Regions from separate parts of the Rattus norvegicus genome. Here region 2 is linked to region 1. A link is a contact called in public Hi-C data. All regions are on one chromosome and are shown on one strand. Each heading gives the region's core, a stretch centred on a gene start, on an enhancer-like site or on the middle of the called end of the contact. The rest is flanking DNA. Distances are from core to core; before and after follow the strand shown.

The links. Hi-C and Micro-C count contacts between places; a contact is called where the count stands out from the background.
Region 2: a Hi-C map of frontal cortex shows a contact between it and region 1, with 2.6 times the contacts expected there. The contact joins the promoter of Rbfox3 here to the enhancer-like site in region 1. A contact is called at or near these places in 2 of 12 Hi-C or Micro-C datasets (frontal cortex and prefrontal cortex).

Annotation. Positions count from the first base shown.
Region 1 is chr10:104,602,465-104,606,810 of GRCr8, reverse strand. All of the region lies in intron 1 of Rbfox3 (RNA binding fox-1 homolog 3), which reads left to right. All of the region lies in intron 1 of LOC134480909 (a long non-coding RNA gene), which reads left to right. Among named protein-coding and RNA genes, the nearest start is that of Rbfox3, 51 kb to the left of the region's middle. Within about 2 kb of position 1,835, at least 17 of the 93 cell types and tissues checked have an H3K27ac peak or open chromatin away from gene starts, as enhancers often do.
Region 2 is chr10:104,653,031-104,657,376 of GRCr8, reverse strand. It overlaps Rbfox3 (RNA binding fox-1 homolog 3), which reads left to right and starts at 1,833. Exons shown (of 15, transcript NM_001134498.3): 1 at 1,833-2,101.

The sequences.
Region 1 (4,346 bases), core at 586-3,085:
TCTTCCTCAGTCTCTCAGGAGCAGCAAAGCTAGGATAGAAAACTAGTCAGTAATGATGTCGGCTGTGTCCTGGCAAGTGCAGCGCTTCTTCAGTCTGTGGCTGGGCTTTGTGGGTCCTTCTTCCCTGGTTGAGAAGGCTTCTGTCCTACATCTACCCTCCATCCTAGCCCAAGCATGGTGCCTGCTAGATACTGTCTCCCTGTGGGACCTGAGAACAGGAAAGGGGTGACAGGTGGGTGGGGTCTAGTCAGATCCTTGATTTTTACACTCAGGAAAGGTGGAGGTGGGCTTGGAAGAGTGAACATACCTCTGTTTACCTTTGATGAGACTTGTCTTGCTCCTTGGAGTTCCTTGGAGGCCATCATCAGAGGCAGTGAGGTCAGCATCCACCCAGGTATCTCAGCAGCTCAGACCCTTGCGGAAGGCACACCTGATGTATCCCAGCTCACCAACACACAGGGACTGGGCAAGCTTTGGTGTTGCTGACAAGGGAGCAGCACGCCGTGTGCTCCGTGAATGCAAGCTTCCTTTTAGGCTGGGAACAGGTCCTTCTGTGTTGGAGGGAGAGCAGACTGAGGTCAGCTGTCCTCTGACATCCTGCATGGGGTGCGGTGGTGACAGATGGAGCTCTAGGATGTTGGCCTTCCCCTTCCACTCATGGGATCTATCTCAGTTCTAAGAAACCCGCTCATTCCAAAAGGATTTGCCTTCAATTCCTTGTTCACACCTGTAAGGCGTGTGCATGGATTTGACAAGATGGCTTTTGTGTACACACACACACACACACACACACACACACACACACACACACACTGGGGGGGAGGGAGAAGGGGAGGAAAGAGAAAAGAAGAGAAGGAGGAAGAGGAGGAGAAGGGAAGGAGGAAGAGGAGGAAGAGGAGGAGGAAGAGGAGGAGGAAGAGGAGGAAGAGGAGGAGGAAGAGGAGGAGGAGGAGGAGGAAGAGGAGGAGGAGGAGGAGGAGGAGGAGGAGATCACCCATGTACCTGCTGAAGGACATAGTCAGGTGGGGGCTCAGGAGAAGCGGCCGTGCTGCCCAGAGACTGGTTTGGATAAAGGAGATGTAGCAGACGTTCCTTGGGGAAAGAATGAAAGTCTTTCCCCTGGGCTTTGAAAAGTATTTAGACAGAAAGACAGCATGGGGCTGGCTGGGAAGAAGAATTGAGGTGGCTGGTGTCTGCTGCTAGGTGAGGCCACCAGCGAACCTTGCTGGGCCTTCAGGAATCTGAGCATGGCTGGAGTGGTCTCAATCAGGGACCACCAATTATTGTGTGGCTAATCAATTCCAGCAGGGGCCCTCCCTTTTCTCAAAGATGTCTCTTGGAGGACAGGAGGCAGGGGCAGGGGCAGGTGCCGGTGCTGGGGTAGGGCAAGGGCAGGAACAGAGTCAGGGGCAGGGGCAGGGGACTGCCCTGATAGGGGCTCCAGGAGCTGAGTTCTGACTTCTCATCTCTTGTGAGCCCCAGCGTGATGTTCCAGTAGACTTCTCCCTTTCCTTCTGGTTTAACAATAAGAAATATCAAAGATGCTTCCAGCCTGGGAGATGAAGAGGCAGGGCAGTGCTGGCCCTCTGTGATCCTGCCTCCTAGGATCCATCATTGTTTTTCTAGAACAAGAAAAGAGAGAGAAAGAGTTTCACTTGTAGGAGCTTTCCTTCCCCCACTTAATGAGGAGGTGGGTGTAGCGTGTTTTTATTTTATGGTACTTTTTTGTCCCTTACCACTCTGGGGGAGATGGCAGTGTGTGAGTTTGGGGTGCGGGTGTGTGGGGGAAGGTCCTCTCCTGGAGGAACAGTACAAGCAGATGTTACACCCCCATGTCTAGAAGGTGGGGGTGAGGACAGGCCTGGTTATGTAAGGGGTGGTGGAGGAGGAGGAGACACAGCAGAGTCCGAGGGTGCAGCCTTGGCTCCAGTCCAGCTAAGAGAATGCCGGTCAGGTGCAGCCTGTGGAGTCTGGTAGTGGCTGTGGTGGGCACAACAACACAGGTGAACTCGGGATTCTGGGGCTGGCAGGGCATGTTTTTGGTGGAGGTGCCCTCTAAGATACCGGGAGGCTTTCGAGAGGGCCGGCTACTCTCTGCTTTCTTTTTTTCTCCCCTCCTGCTTGTGAAATGATCGTGCAAACCAGTTCTCCAGCAACCAACTGGGGAGGCATTTCCTCGATGCCTCCCTCCGCAGGCACTGTGATCACATGACCGTGGAGCCGGCACACGGTGAGGGGGCCGAGGCGCCAGCTGTCAGAGCCTATGGTGCCCAAAGCAGGGAAGCTTCTGGTACTTTTCCATCACATGGATACGGAGGTTCGGTCCACAAGGTCGAAGAGGGACCTGAATGGGTGATACCAAGACAGTGACTGTGCTTGGAGCCACTGTGGCTATTCGAGTCACCAAGAGTGTGATGGTCCGAGCCCTGTGGGCCTCACGTCCACCCCACCAAGCAGGGGAGCTGCCCTGTAGTGCCTTAGCAGGGGGTGGTTCTTGAGTTCCTTGGTCTCTTGGTGTCCTCTAGCTGCTTGTCATCCCCTTGATGTCCACTTCTTCAGGTGGTTTAGGGCTCACCCCACGTCCTTCCTTGCCCTGTTCAGCTCTTCAGGTTGACCAGTTGTTCCGAATACTTTCTGGGCAGTAGCCAATCCCTGGCCTGTGTGTCGACTCCAGCACCATCTGTGCTAATGAGTTCACAGGCTCTACACCCATGAAGCTGGCACAGGCCCAGAGAGTGCAGTCCTCTCGCTACCTGCTCTTTTCTGACTGGCATTTATCCATTAGCTTTTTCGGTCTCCTTTGCTTGGTAAGGAGGGAGGGTACAGCTGACTGGAAGTTCAGTTCTGTGTTAGTGGTCAGTGGTTCTCCATCGCCAGCCGTGGACTTCCAGAACCTTGCTGTGCTCTGAGGTCCTCTGTCACTGGAGAATTTTGTTCTCAACCCCCCTGGAATGCACCTGAACTCTCTCAGAGAAAGTGCTCAAAAGGGAGTGGAGGAGGTCAGCTCAAAATGGCTACATGGTGGTTTGGGAGAATCTCTAAGTGAGAAAGGTCTTGGTGGTCAGTGTGGTTCCCAGAAGGTCATTGCATACTGGGTCCTGGGCCGTGGGTATGAGGTAGGGTGGCCTGAAGGAGTCTGTGCCTGTGTAGACCAGGGTTGTGGCCATTGGCCACATGGGAGCACTAGGCTGGTGTAAGCATTGATGCCACTCAGCACAAGAGCACAGCCCCTCGGGAGTGGTTCGTCTGCTACATTACATGTATGTTGGCTCAGTTACAGTTTGAGAAGATTAGGTTAAACGAGGTCTATTATTAAGATTAATCTCACCCATTTCATTTATTTTTTTACTTAATTAAAAACATTTGAAATATTTTAAATTTAAAATTAAAAAATGATGAAATTCTTGTTTATTTAGTGTGTGAGTCTGCGTATGTGTTTGTGCATGTCTTGGTATGTGCGTGGAGATCTGGAGACAGCTCACAGATTTGGTTCTGTCTACCTGTTCTCAGGGTGGAACTCAGGTTGTCATACTTGGTGGCTTTTCCTACTGAGCCACCTTGCTGGCCTTACTTTGAAAAAGATCTAAGTTTTATGTTTTAAAAGGTAGGTGCTAGAGGCAGGCATGGTGATGCTTACTTGTAGAGGTGGGGGAGATGGGGGGCTAGGGAGTGGGAGGAGGCTGAGGCAGGAAGACCAGGGGTCCAGATGTTCAGTTCTCAGCTTCTTGGTGTGTTGACTGACGTCCAGACTGGATACATGGGACTCTGTCACAAAACAAAATAACATCCCATACCCATAAAAAAAAAAAAAAAACCAAAAAACCTCCAGACCAAGACCGAAAGAAACAAAGAAACAAAGAAAGAAACTATGAATGGTTACTAAAACATTAAATGTTGCTGTTTCAGTATTCCTCCTGGACAAATTAGTCTAAGCCTGCCTCTCTGCCATGAAGCTGGGCTCCCTTGTGCCTCAGTTTCCACATCCAGGAAGTGGAGAAACAGCCACAGGTAGCCATTTTGTGGCTCCTACTTACATTGTGGAGCCCTTGGTGTTTCTTCACCGGAAGTGAAGCAGCCACTGCCAAGGGGTTCCCTGAACTGCTTATCTCTGAATTCGTCCTGGCTAGACACCACTGGAGGTTTTGAGAATTATACTCATTTTGTAAATATCTGTTAAGAAATAAAAATAGGACTATTATTTTATCAACCTTCGCAGCTCTGTAGCTTGGAGCAGAGCACAGTAAATATACGCTTTGAAAAGAAGAGGAGCTGGAGAGACGGTTCAGAGACTGAGAGCAGGTACTTGTGGGCACACATTTTTTGTAACCTACTTTTAATAAGAATTC
Region 2 (4,346 bases), core at 584-3,083, 51 kb before region 1:
GCTTGTTCAGTGCAGTATGGGGAACCAGACTTTGGTCTCTGGGAGGGCTCTAAGAGCAGGATTAGAAGGGCAGTAGGAACTGGACCACAGGGGAAGGGCTTTCAGGGCAGAAGAACCAGGAGGGAGACACCATTGACCCAGGGAGACGAGACAGGTTAGTGATGGGTGTGTATGAGCCTAGCCAGCAACCCCATGACATGAAAGCTTGGGTCACCAGATCACATAGAAAGAAACAGTTGGTCTGTAGTGGCAGAGCTGTGCCATCTCAAATTTGGGGCTGGGGCCATCTCAGAGACTCTTATGAATGTCCAAGAGACAAGGTGTTTATATTCAGTTGCAGGGCTAGGCTGCTTACTTGCTCTAAAGCACGTGATTCCCACTGGGCAAGACAGATCAATGGCCCAGACAGGCTGAAGGACCAGAATTAAAAGCTCCCGAGAAGGCAACAGCCACTCAGCTTGAACACTGTCTGCCCTCACTCTGTAGGTAAGGCAGTGTGCAGCCCAGCTAGCCAGAGAGTACCTCAAGGCCATTCTTACTCTCTCTCTTCTCCACTCTGTCTAGTTGCCCTATACACGGAGCTCCAGGCTCCATGGTATGTGCCTCAGACTGAAAGCTGTAGTTAGGTGCAAGAAACAGGCCGGTCGTTTTACAAACAGCACTCAGCAACCTGTATCAGGCTTTTTTTTTTTTTTTAAATTTTTTTTTTTTTTTTTTTAGATTGCAAATGTCCTCTGAGAGCACAGGTTCCCAAGTCCAGGCACTGCATGGCGGTCGTCTTTTACATAGAACAGTAGCTGCTCCAGTCCAAGCCTTTGGGAGTCAAGTAGGCTTTTTGCTCAACTCTGGAGCCAAATGCTGGGGGCTGACCCTACTGTTATACCTGGGTCTCATCTTGACAGCTCAGAGGCAATGATATCTTCCTCCCAGCCCCTCTCTCTCCCCAACACTAGAGATGCCAGCCTTCAGAGCATGCTAGGCTCTCTTTCCCTGGGTTGGGGGAGACTGGAACGCTTCCGATTTTTAGGTTCTCCTAACTGACCTGGATGGAAATATTTAAGGCCACAGGATTATCAGTGGGGACAAATGTGTGCTCCCTGTGTCCTCTTCCAGGGTAGGCCTCCCGCCTCCCTGCCTGCCCTGTGATTCTCAGGAAGGCAAGGCATGGAACTCCAGGCCTATTAAGGGTCTTCCCCAGCGGCCAGTTAGGCGCGGGCGCTGCAGACTAGCTGGAGAGGTGTGGGGGAGGGGACATTCATTCCTGCCGTTCAGCGACCAAGTCTTTCTAGGGACCCCTGGGCAGAGAGAGAGAAACTGGTCCCAGCGGAATGAGGGTGCAGGGGTCCTGCTAAGTGTCGCTAGTGATGACTTACACTGAGATCGCCCAGGAGAAGGGAGGGAGGAAGGGGAGGTGAGACCACGGTGGTGGTGGTGGTGGTGGTGGTGGTGGTGGTGGTGGTGGTGGTGGTGGTGGTGGTGGTGAGCTCGGAGGAACCCAGCTGCCACTGAGCTCTAGGGTGCCCTGCAAGTCTCACCAGCCTACGCATCCCTGTTGTTAAGAGGCTGAAGCTGGGACTCCAGAGCTCCTGTGGCCACATTCAGCTGGCTCGCGTCCCTCCCTGCCCCGCCGCCTTCCCTGGCCGCGCGACCGCCGGAGCCCCCCCCCCCTCTCTCGCCGAGCTGCGCGCTCCGCCCGTGCAGCCGCCACCACCGCCACCGCCGCCGCGTGCTCCTGCTGCCTTCTCGCTTCAGCCGAGCCAGCCAGAGGAACGAGGGGGGGGGGGGGGAGAGAGAGAGAGAGAGAGAGAGAGAGAGAGAGAGAGAGAGAGAGAGAGAGAGAGAGAGAGAGAGAGAGAGTGTGTCGGCGAGGCAAGCGGAGCGGGGACACGGAGCCGTTGCTCCGGAACCAGCGGAAACCTCCTCCGAGAGCAGTCGGGAGCCTGCCCCAGCAGCTCGCGTGATCGCCGGAGACGCTGCGGCCGCCACCGCCGCTCCAACCCGGCCTCTCGCGCTCCTTGCCGCCGGCTCGCCTGGGCGGCCGGGATGCAGCCGGGGCATGGCCGCCAGGGCCCCGTCACCTGCCGCGGGGAACGCTGAACCCGTGAGTAGCAAGACCCTGGGCTTCCACCTCGGTCATCACCATCACGAGGGGCCGGCTGGGACTGTGGGCACAGCCCGGGGAGGGGCGCACGGGACCCCGCAGTGGGAGGCGGGGCCGGCGAGGACGCGGGGCTGTGGAGCATGGCCAGGGACAGACCTGAGGTCGCGCGAGGATGGGGTGGCGCCCTTGGGGGTCAGGGGTCCGCGCGCGGGGTCGGGGTTCCTGAGTTCTGCGGGGGCTGGGGTCCCGGCTCCGGGCTTAGGGCTCCGCAGGGAAACCAGAGGGGAGATTTTGTGAATGGGAAGGCCCAGGGTCAGGCTCCATGGAGACACCAGGGAGTCCCGCGCGCTGCGTGCCCGTGGCGGCGGCGGCGGCGGCGGCGGCGGCACAATGCCCGGCTCTGGGAACTCCCAGACTGGGGGGAAGCCGTGGCGCGCGGAGATCCCAGCCCGCGGGGCACATCAGAGAGGCGGCCCCAACCCGAGGGGCTGGAAGCAGGACTGGCGACCCTGATGCGCTGCGGCGTGCGGCTCTCGCCACCCCCAGTCTCAGGAGAGCTGCTGGGTTCCAGGAGGAGAGCCGACTGAGGAACTGATGACCCCCAAGGAGTTGTGGGAGGGCTGAGGTCCTCCTCGGCTCCCTCGGGAGGACCAGGGCCCGCAGCGCCCCGGCATGCGTGGTACGGGCGCGGGTGGCGCGCAGGGCTCTCCAGTCCGAGAGCTGGGGGGCGCTCGGGGCCGAGTCTTCCCACAGGCGTGAACAAGGATCGGAGGTTACTGCTCGCTTAGGCACAGCCACAGGGCCGGGACAGCCTGTTTGGGAAAGCTTTGCTAAGATGGTCTGCACCACCCTAGCCCAAACTTTCTGACTAGTGGCCCCATGGGGCGGCGAGGCTCGTTTGCGGCTGTCTTCTTCAGGAGAGGGGTGTCAGGGGGTGGCTTCAGGCCGGCGGTCCTTTGGGGGCTCCCTGATGAAGCTTCGCCTCTATCCATTGGCATGCAGCCCCTCAGTGTCCTGGCCACCCAGGTCTCGCACCCAGTCTGTTAAGGCGCGGCGAGCACGAAGGGGCATCGAGACCCTACTAGACAGCTGGAGCAGACTCAGGGTCTTGGGTCTCACATGAGGTTGGGGGTTGGTTGGCTGTTCACGAAGCCCACTGACGTCGGCTAGTATGGGGGGGAGGACGAGGTGAGGAAAGTCCAGAAGGCAGAGCCACATTCTTGCTCCCCCTTTTGGATTCTGCTTTTCAGACGCACTCTAATTATTTAATGGTCACTTTTAAAAAGGACGCCGGAGGCGCCGGTAGTCTTTCGATGTGCGAGGCACCCACAGTGGAAGCTAAGGACAGGGACTGAGAGATCCTTTCTTCTGGGCAAGTTCCTTCCTCCTCCGGCTGGAGGTGAAGTGCCTTCTGGTGCACGCAGGGTCGTTAATTTTCTGTCACAAACGTTGGCCAAGCTGGGGACGCCTCGGGCGTGCATCGGGGAGTCTAGGGCCCAGAGTAGGTACGGGGCTAATGGAGTAGGGTCTCGGGTAATGAGGTTTTTCAGCAGAAATCAGCTTTGGTTTTACTGGTCTGCAAAAAATAATGAAAAAAAAAGTACAAACATTACGGCAAAACGAGCTCATTAAGTGCGCATCGCGGATCAGGGCGGATGTCTTAATCAGGCTGCGCTGGTAACGGGGATATTACACTAATTAAAACCAGACCCTCCAGGTGAGCGACTACTGGGAAGGGAGAAAGTTGTAGAGAAGGCGCCTGCTGGTGGAAGACAGGCGCTGGCGGCTGCGAGGTGGTCAGGGCCTCTGTAGGGTGGGCTCGTGGGTCAGGGGGCGCCTTCTCAGGGCCAGCCCCTCGGTCTCCCGCGGGCAGGGAGCTCCCGTGGGCCCGGAGGGAGGATTGAGCTGCCGCCTCCGCCCTCCCCGGAGACCAGAGGCCTCCCTGCGTGGGAGCTAAGCGCACTGCACACTCGGGGAAGCAGCGCTTAACCCCTCCTTTCCCGACTGGGCTTGGAGCTGGGCTGTCTCCGCGCTGGAGAGGGGGAGATGGGGAACCCACAGGAGGCTAGGGAGGCGAGGCAGAGCTGAAGGGGGAGCATCAGGCCCATCAGGTGCTCCTACAGAGGCAGCTGAGTGCCAGGGGAGGTTTGGCCAGGTCGTACAGGCTGTTTGCCCTGAGCCACCGAGGATTTCTGGTACAGATCAACGTTTTCAACCGCTCTGCATGCCCTCCCACTCTCGCCAA